Regions from separate parts of the Mus musculus genome. Here region 2 is linked to region 1. A link is a contact called in public Hi-C data. All regions are on one chromosome and are shown on one strand. The core of a region is the stretch at or near the end of the contact, and the rest is flanking DNA. Distances in the headings are between cores, read along the strand shown. Region 1 overlaps Akap13 (A kinase (PRKA) anchor protein 13). Region 2 holds the start of AU020206 (expressed sequence AU020206).

The links. Hi-C and Micro-C count contacts between places; a contact is called where the count stands out from the background.
Region 2: a contact with region 1 is called in a Hi-C map of CD8 T cells, with 1.6 times the contacts expected there. The contact joins the promoter of AU020206 here to the enhancer-like site in region 1. A contact is called at or near these places in 1 of 15 datasets of contacts at CTCF or cohesin (CD8 T cells), 7 of 484 Hi-C or Micro-C datasets (CD4 T cells, CD8 T cells, ECoMG-derived neutrophils and 3 more) and 2 of 115 datasets of contacts at active chromatin or transcription factors (bone marrow-derived macrophages and embryonic stem cells).

What each region holds. Positions count from the first base shown.
Region 1 is chr7:75,737,039-75,741,225 of GRCm38.p6, reverse strand. Akap13 (A kinase (PRKA) anchor protein 13) reads right to left here. Exons shown (of 37, transcript NM_029332.1): 30 at 1,666-1,860. Among named protein-coding and RNA genes, the nearest start is that of AU020206, 43 kb to the left of the region's middle. Within about 2 kb of position 1,930, at least 19 of the 459 cell types and tissues checked have an H3K27ac peak or open chromatin away from gene starts, as enhancers often do. A contact at or near this core is called in CD8 T cells, where this site is marked.
Region 2 is chr7:75,780,023-75,784,209 of GRCm38.p6, reverse strand. It overlaps AU020206 (expressed sequence AU020206), which reads left to right and starts at 2,090. Exons shown (of 3, transcript NR_165329.1): 1 at 2,090-2,158; 2 at 3,454-3,585. RefSeq lists a cis regulatory region at 1,727-2,469.

The sequences.
Region 1 (4,187 bases), core at 681-3,180:
GGAGGGTGTGGAAGCCCTTTTATTATGTGGCTTCTGGGAATCAACTCAGGTCATCACTTTGCAGCAAGTGCCTTCACCTAAACTAAGCCATCTTATCGACCCAATAGAGGTTATTCTAATTCTATAATAGAATATAGAATAGGGTATCCTTGAGAAAGAATACTCAATGTGGAAAACAGACAGACATTTGTAAGTGATAAGGTTTTAAAATAAAAAAGGCAACCTGTAATTTGTAATTTGATTAGCTCCATCCACTGAAAAGGACAACACAGTAATGTTTAAAACCTCACAGCAACTACTATATATACTATATCCCTGGTACCTAGATTTCGATCTTAAAATATTTTTCACTAAGAGACCAGAAATCTTGAAGGAATGAATTCCTTAACTCCTGGAAGCAAGCTCTGCACTGTGGCCAGTGGAGGACACTAGCTTTAAATGAGGTTGGGAACTGCTCAGAGATCTAGAACCCATGAATCCATAGTAAGTTTATTTTGGGGCTGGTGACTGATCACAAGGCCCCTCTTGCATGCAGAGCTCTATCTCTGAGCTACAACTGCAGCCTCATGACATGTGTACAACGTAGTGCAGGTACTAGCAGAGGACTGGCACACAAAGAAGACCCCCCCTCCCCCCGGCATTCAGCCTTCTATCCATCCCACGGTTCCTATTCCACAGAAACAGGGCTACCTAGGACCTGATATTTCCCTGGGAAAGAACCAGTACCACAGGAGCACACATTATGAGTAACGCAAGCAGCGGTGACTGCAAGATCTAGAGGACAGAAGGTACCATATGGAAACTCCAACTCATGGTTCAAAAAGCTCAGCTACTCCAAGGATAAAGTACAGGGCGAGCAAGGGGATGCAGGCTTGTAGGATGGCTCAGCAGGCACGCAAGGGTACTTTTATGCCAACTTGACACAAACTAAACTTATCTGAGAGAAGGGAACCTCAATTGAGAAAATGCCTCCGTAAGATGGGGCTGTGGGCCAGCCAGCAAGCCAGCAAGCAGCATCCCTCCGTGGCTTCTGAGTCAGCTCCTGCCTCCAGGCTCCTGCCCTCCCATGATGATGAACAGTGATGTGGAGGTGTGAGCCAAATAAACCCTCTCTTCCCCAACTTGCTTTTGGTCATGGTGTTTCCTCATAGCAATAATAACCCTAACTGAGATGGCAGGTCAAGGCATTCACCATGGGACCATGCCTGATGTTCACCATGGGGCCACGCCTGATGACCTAAGTTTGATCTCTGAGCCGTACATGGTAGAGAGAACGGACTCTCCAAGCTGTCCTCTAACCTTTATGTCCATGTCACAGTGTGGATTCCCCCCCACCCCACGTACAGTAAATACATTAACATAACTTAAAAATAAAACCAGAAAGAAGGGGAAAATACTTAAGTGATTATTAATGCACTTTAGGGAAGCTGCACCTGTTAGGAGGAAGTTAGATATGACGGGGACATGCAAAGGCTTTCAGGGTATCTGCCACATTTTATTTCTTAGCCTGCATAGTGCTTATAAGGGATATTTACTATAACTAAGGGATAGTTACTATACTGACACTGGGCAGTTTTTTATACTGGTGCTTTAGTTATTAATGGCAGGAACTGGCAGAGGACATTAGTGTACACACAGGAGGGGCCGATACTGTGTGTAAATTACCTTCATTTATTGCACTTTTCATCAGCGGTCCTCCTTTGAGAGCCTCCTCTGTGTTGGAGCGGAAGAGCACTCTCGGGCTGTGCGTTGGGGAGCAATCCTCTGGCAAGGGAGTGCTGCACTCAGTCATGTCCCGGAAAATCATCTCCTTCTCTTCCAGCAAGAGGAGGATCTGCTGGTCCTTCTGCTGAAGCTGTTCTGCAGGGCAAATGGAGAAACCACTTAAACTCTATGGAGCTGTGGACCACGAGATGACCGGGAGATGAGCACCACCTTGTGGCAGTTAAGGGAAGGGCCATGACAGGAGATGCCTCCCATCCTGAGCACAGGGTTGCTTCTGTACTTTGTGAAGCAGCAGCAGCACTTCTGATGTAACTGCTCTGCACGTTGTCTCTGCTCCCTTCTTGACTGTGGCTGTCTTTACCACAGTCTGGCACTGATGCCACGTTCCTGCAACCACCTTAATTACAGACCCTTATTTTAGGTCTTTTCCCACATGGATATTTATTTCCTCTTTCTGAAACACTCTACCTGTGCTGCCCTGAGGATATCAGTTTCTTCACCGGGCATTTTATGGGTCCTCCATCTGCAATGGAGTGGCACTGCTGACTGCCCTCTATATGCCCTACACACTTTCTTCCTGGGGCTCACACTCTCTGTCAACTGCCTCCCGTATGCTGATTATCCTCAGCAAGCACCCTTAAACCTACATTATTTTCTGAACGTCAGACCACTGTGTCACTATCACATGAGTATCTCAACCAAGAGGGTGCTATCAGGATAGCAGAAATGAGTCTTCCCGCTGACTGACCTCTAGTTTACGGTTTCTTCCTTAGCACTCTATCTTCCAGGATCCCCAGCTTGGTAAACCGGTATCTTTGTCTATCCTGTCCCATCACTCACATCCAGCTGCCTAGTTGGTATTTTTAATTTGTTCTTTGGCAATTTCATACATGTCTAAAGTGTATTCTTTTACCCGAATTTCTTTCCTACCTCTAGTATCTGATCCCAGGTAATTTTCCTACATTCATGACTTGCTGTTTTATTCTGAGTTTAACTAAGATCACCTTTGTGAGTCTGATGAGCTCCTCAATGGGCCTTAAGACCACAACTGCCCTTCCTCCCAATTCCATCAGCAGGGAAGGGTAGAGCCCCTATCCCTGATTTACTCTTGGGCCCCACTGAAGGCAGCCACAGCTGCTGTGGAGTACTGACTGTAACCACTGTGCCATGTCCAGAAACCAACATTCCTAGTGCTTCTCCCTGTCTTGAAGCTCTTACATTTCTTTTCTAGCTCTTCTTCCACCATGCTCCCAGAGCCTCAGAGGGAGAGGTATAAATGCTGTGCTCAGGGTTGAACACTCAATTGTCACTAACTTATTCTCTCCACATTGAACAGCCATGCATCTCTGCATTCACCAGTGTTCTTTGCCAACAGGCATCTCTGGTTGAGGCTGGCCGTAGCATTTTGATTAACAACCTTATTTCTTCGCCTGTCTGGTTACCTACTCATCTCTCACTAACTTATCCTAGAGATTTCCCGAGTGGTCCAGAAGCACCTCTACTTCCTCAAGCAATTCTCCTGAAAGGGTTCAATACTTGAAAACAGTTACATTAAGAGTGCAGCACTCTATTCCCTTTTCAGGTCTCAGCTCCTACCATTGACACGTAGACCCACCACTCCTGGCAGACAGATCAAGTTCTTTTCCATGTATCTGTCCTTTGGAGGCAAGATACTTTTTTTCCCAGATGTGATTTATGCAGCAGGTTCTGTGAGACTTACAGAGGCAGAAAGGGCAGATGCCACATATCATATGCGACCCACCAGACAGATCAATCTGTGTTCTGTCACTCATTTGTGTATCATCTAGCCAACTGCACAACAAATCTTAAGGAAGATTTTATCCTCGTCATCCAACAGGCTAGTAGACTTGATATAATGGGGGTCTGAAGTCAACCATCTTCCCTCCTCTCCCATCCATCAGTGTAACAGAATGGTGTCACTAACTCTGTTCACTTAACTCCTGTCTTATTTCTAACCAAAGAAGGTTTTTAAAAAATTCAACTAATATATAGTAAAGACAAGAAGACTACCAGGCTCTGCTGTTTGAATGAGAGGGAGTGCAGTACTAGCTGGCACTCTAGAGCTGAGGATGGAGGACCCAGAATTAAGGCCAGCCAGGATTACATAGCGAGACTTGTCTCACAACAAATAGAAAACAGGTAAGATTCTGGCTCAGTCATTAATAAGCATACACACACTTAGCCCTGGGATGTTTGGCCTTTGAGGGCTTCAACTGTGTCATCTACACAATGGGAGGCAGACAAGACTACATGAAACACTAGTGGGTAACTGAGAACTTCTCCAACAGTTCGTCCCTTGTCCCTGAGCCACCTCACAGTTCATCTGTGAGAATAACAGCCAAGAAGGCCAGGGAATGCAAGGAGTAGAATGACTAACTCCCAAATATCTTTCTCATTTTAACCTTAGCCATGGCTATGACATATGGCAAGTTCTCTATGAC
Region 2 (4,187 bases), core at 841-3,340, 43 kb before region 1:
AGCCTGGTGTCAATGGGCACATCTGGAGTTCCCCATTCCTTCATGGTCTTTGAGTGCCCTAAGAGCACACTACTTGAAGCCTACTCCATGGATGTGCATGTGAACATTGATGGTGTATTCTTGGGTCACCATCTCGTTGATGGCAGAACTGCCCTTCATCTTGCCACCCTTCTTTGCTACTTATAATTTCACCAGCAAACTGACAGGTCACAGATATAGCACAGCCTTGGGAACTGATATTGTGACAGAGACTCTTCAGGTGAAAACCCTTCTCCTCTGTTTCCTCCTCCTCCTCCTTCCCCTTTTAAAAGATTGTCTATTTTATGTATGTCCATATGCTGTCACTGTCTTCAGACACACAAGAAGAGGGCATCGGATCCCATTACAGATGGTTGTAAGCCGCCATGTGGTTGCTGAAATTTGAATGAACTCAGGACCTCGGAAAGAGCAGAGGCAGCAGCTGCTTCTTCTTCTTCTTCTTCTTCTTCTTCTTCTTCTTCTTCTTCTTCTTCTTCTTCTTCTTCTCCTTCTCCTTCTCCTTCTTCTTCCTCCTCCTCCTCCTTCATCCTCCTCCTCCCCCTCCTCCTCCTCCTTCCTCCTCTTCCTCCTCCTCCTCCTCCTCCTCCTCCTCCTCCTCCCCCCCACTTCATCTCCTCCTCCTCCTTCTTTTTGGTTTTTCGAGACAGGGTTTCTCTGTGTAGCCCTGGCTGTCCTGGAACTCACTCTGTATACCAGGCTGGCCCTGAACTCAAATCTGCCTCCCTCTGCCTCCCAAGTGCTGGGATTAAAGGTGTGTGCCACCACTGCCCGGCAGTATCTGGTCTCTTTTTTTTTTGTTTCTGGTCTCTCTTAATAATACATTTCTGAGTCACACAGAAGGAAAGGGGCATGAATACATTTCTGAGTCACACAGAAGGAAAGGGGCATGAGGAGAAACAGAACACATCTGACCCTTGGCTTATCTTCAGTGATGGTCAAACCTCAGTGGATAGGTGGCTGACTTAAGATGTGGATACTCACAGTGTGGAGAGTCCTTGATGCAGCTTCAAGGATATTGGCAAGAATATTTACTTTTGGCTTGGAGGACAAGGGAGGAGGCTCAGATAAGAATAATGTACTGTGTTCCTTGTGTCTTGGTCATCCTGTTTATTGCCTTGTTTGACTACATTGTCTTTAATCTAAGAACTGACCTTAGATGACATAAAAGCAAGCTGGAGAAAAATAAACCCACATCAGCCCTGGTTGGGGTCGTGTTATAATGTTGTTTAATTGTCTTTTCTTTCTTTAACCTCCCTCCCTCCTTTGAGACCCCGATGACTGAGCTGGCTTCATGCAGAAGGAAAGGGGCGTGGGGAGAAGCAGAACACATCTACCCTTGGCTTATTTTCAATAATGATCAAGCCCCAGCAAATGTGAATGTGTGGCTGACTTAAGATGTAGATACTCACACCATGCTTCATCTTTACAAGGTCACTGCTGCAGGCCATGGGACTCCTGGAATGCAGTTTGTTGCCTTGAGTAAACCAAGATTTGGTTTTGGTTTTGGTTTTGGTTTTGGCTTTTGTTTTTTTTCCGAGACAGGGTTTCTCTGTGTAGCCCTGGCTGTCCTGGAACTCACTTTGTAGACCAGGCTGGCCTCGAACTCAGAAATCTGCCTGCCTCTGCCTCCCGAGTGCTGGGATTAAAGGTGTGCGCCACTACTAAACCAGGGTTTTACTGGGTGGGGGTGGGGGCGGATTAAAACATTTGCGTTGCAATCTAACTAGGTGTGGGAGGCAAAAATATATGAATCCTTTGTTCTTTTTTCTGAGTTCGAGGCCAGCCTGGTCTATAAAGTGAGTTCCAGGACAGCCAGGGCTATACAGAGAAACCCTGTCTCGAAAACAAACAAACAAAAAAAGAATCAGGTGGCACTAACTTTTCTTTCCCCTCCCGGCCCCTCGCTGGACCAGAGGCTGGGGCAGCCCACCCCTTCCTCCAAATGCAGCTGTAGTATGGGTTCGTCGGGCCATCCGTCACAAATCTACGGCCTCTGATTGGCTTTTGTGCTTAGGAACCATAAAATGGGGCGGGAATTGGGGAGAAATTGGCTTTTTGGCGGCAGCACTGCGTCAGCGGCGGCGGCGGCGGCAGGGACTTGCAGTGCGTGAGCTGCATGGTGAGTACCGGGTTGAGTCCTGGCCGACCGTGTTCGCAGTGCCCGTTATCCGGACGGCCTCCTTGCGGCAGGAGCGCCCGGAAGCGTGTGGAACCGTGGGTCCGGTTTACTGGGTCGGGGAGTTTGGGTCGAGATAGCAGCCGGACTCCATTTAAGACCAGGAGTCATTTTGAGATTCTGCCTCAGTTAGGTTAAAGTTTTTTGGGGTGGGGTGGGGGCTAGAGGGTTTCGAGACAGGGTTTCTCTGTGTAGCCCTGGCTGTCCTGGAACTTACTTTGTAGACCAGGCAGGACTCGAACTCAGAAATCCACCTGCCACTGCCTCCCACGTGCTGGGATTAAAGGCGTGCACCACCACTGCCCGGCTAGGTAAAAGTTTTTTGTTTTGTTTTGTTTGTTTTTTGAGACAGGGTTTCTCTGTGTAGCCCTGGCTGTCCTGGAACTCACTTTGTAGACCCGACTGGGGTAAAAGTTTTAATATTCTGTTTCTTGGAGTTAGGCTGTGCCCGACAGATGTTTTGTACCTTGTGCTCCAGGAAGAGTTCTATAACTGCCTTGTGCTCTCTGTAAACCCGCCTGCTTGCAAAATACCTCTCTCTCCCATTGGTTTTGTCCTATAAGAGAAGTATGGGAAATTTAGGGGGAGACAGCTGTGCACAGACTTGGCTGTGCACGGAATAAGGTGTTCTTTATCCTCATTCGGTGGGATTAATAAATTAATTAATTTTGGAGGCTCCAGTGATATAAGAAGCTGTTAGGGTCCATAAACTGTATAAACATAGATTTCAGTCAGGGATAGTTTATCGAACGCACATCCTAAGATTGATCAATCAGAGATGTAGCTCAGACTCTACAGCTGGAAGCTACAACCCTGAATGTTTTCTAGGGTCAGTTTATAGAGGTTAAAACCCCACAGGGAGCTTTTATAAGCAGGTACTGGGCGGGCTGCAGGTGGTCTGCCTTTCCCAAGTTGTTACTAGTTTAGGCATAACAGTTGAAGCTGGTTTCTATTTTGGTTGGTCCCAAGTGAAGGCTGTGGTTGGGGAATTTCTAAGAACCTCAGAACAGAACAGGATATATGGCCAACTTGATCTCTCTCTGAGCCAAACTGTTGTCAGCAGTATGAGGTGGCTGACAAGCATGAGGCAGGAGGGTTACAGCTAAATTGGGGGGGGGGGGCGGGGGACGGAGGGGGGGGTGGGGGGGCGGGGGGGGAGGGGCTAAGCTAGGGCGGAGGGTAGCTTTAACAAATCCCTACCCAAATTCAGAACCTGGACCCTTCCCTTCAAACCTCAGGTACCAGAGCACCACTGCCCAGGGTGTGCACCTTGAGACGTTCCAAGGCCCCTGCAGGCTTGATTTCAGTTCGGAGGTCCACAGCTGCAGGAAAAGAAACCCAGCAAGCACCTGGATGAGGAGCCTTCATTGGTAAGTCATTGCTTTCCTTACGTAACATCTGGTCCTCTTCTACTAGGATCCCATCTGGATACAGTGTCTTAGGAGATAGATGAACTCCTGTCCAGGGCACTAGGGAGAGGTCACACTGCCTTCTTGGTCCTGTGTGTCCTGTTCTGTTTTGTTTGCCTTTTCTGTTTTTTGTTTTGTTTTGTTTTGTTTTTTGTTTTTGTCCTGAGTCTTCTGAGGTTTGGGTTTGGGGTGACTGGAAGACAAAATGGGTAACAAGACTAGTAAACCCTACATACAGAACTCCCCACTGCTTCACTCCTGTCAGTGCCCATCTCAATCCAAACCCCGATCTCAGCCCTCACCTCAGCCCTCACCTCAGTCCTCACCTCAGCCCTCATCTAAATCCAAACTCCGATCTCAGCCCTCATCTAAATCCAGACCCCGATCTCAGCCCTCATCTAAATCCAAACCCCGATCTCAGCCCTCACCTCAGCCCTCACCTCAGCCCTCATCTAAATCCAAACCCCGATCTCAGCCCTCATCTAAATCCAGACCCCCCAAATCCTCACCTCCACCCCCACCCCACCAGCCGGACCACTCCCCGCCCTTCCCCCTCCCCACAT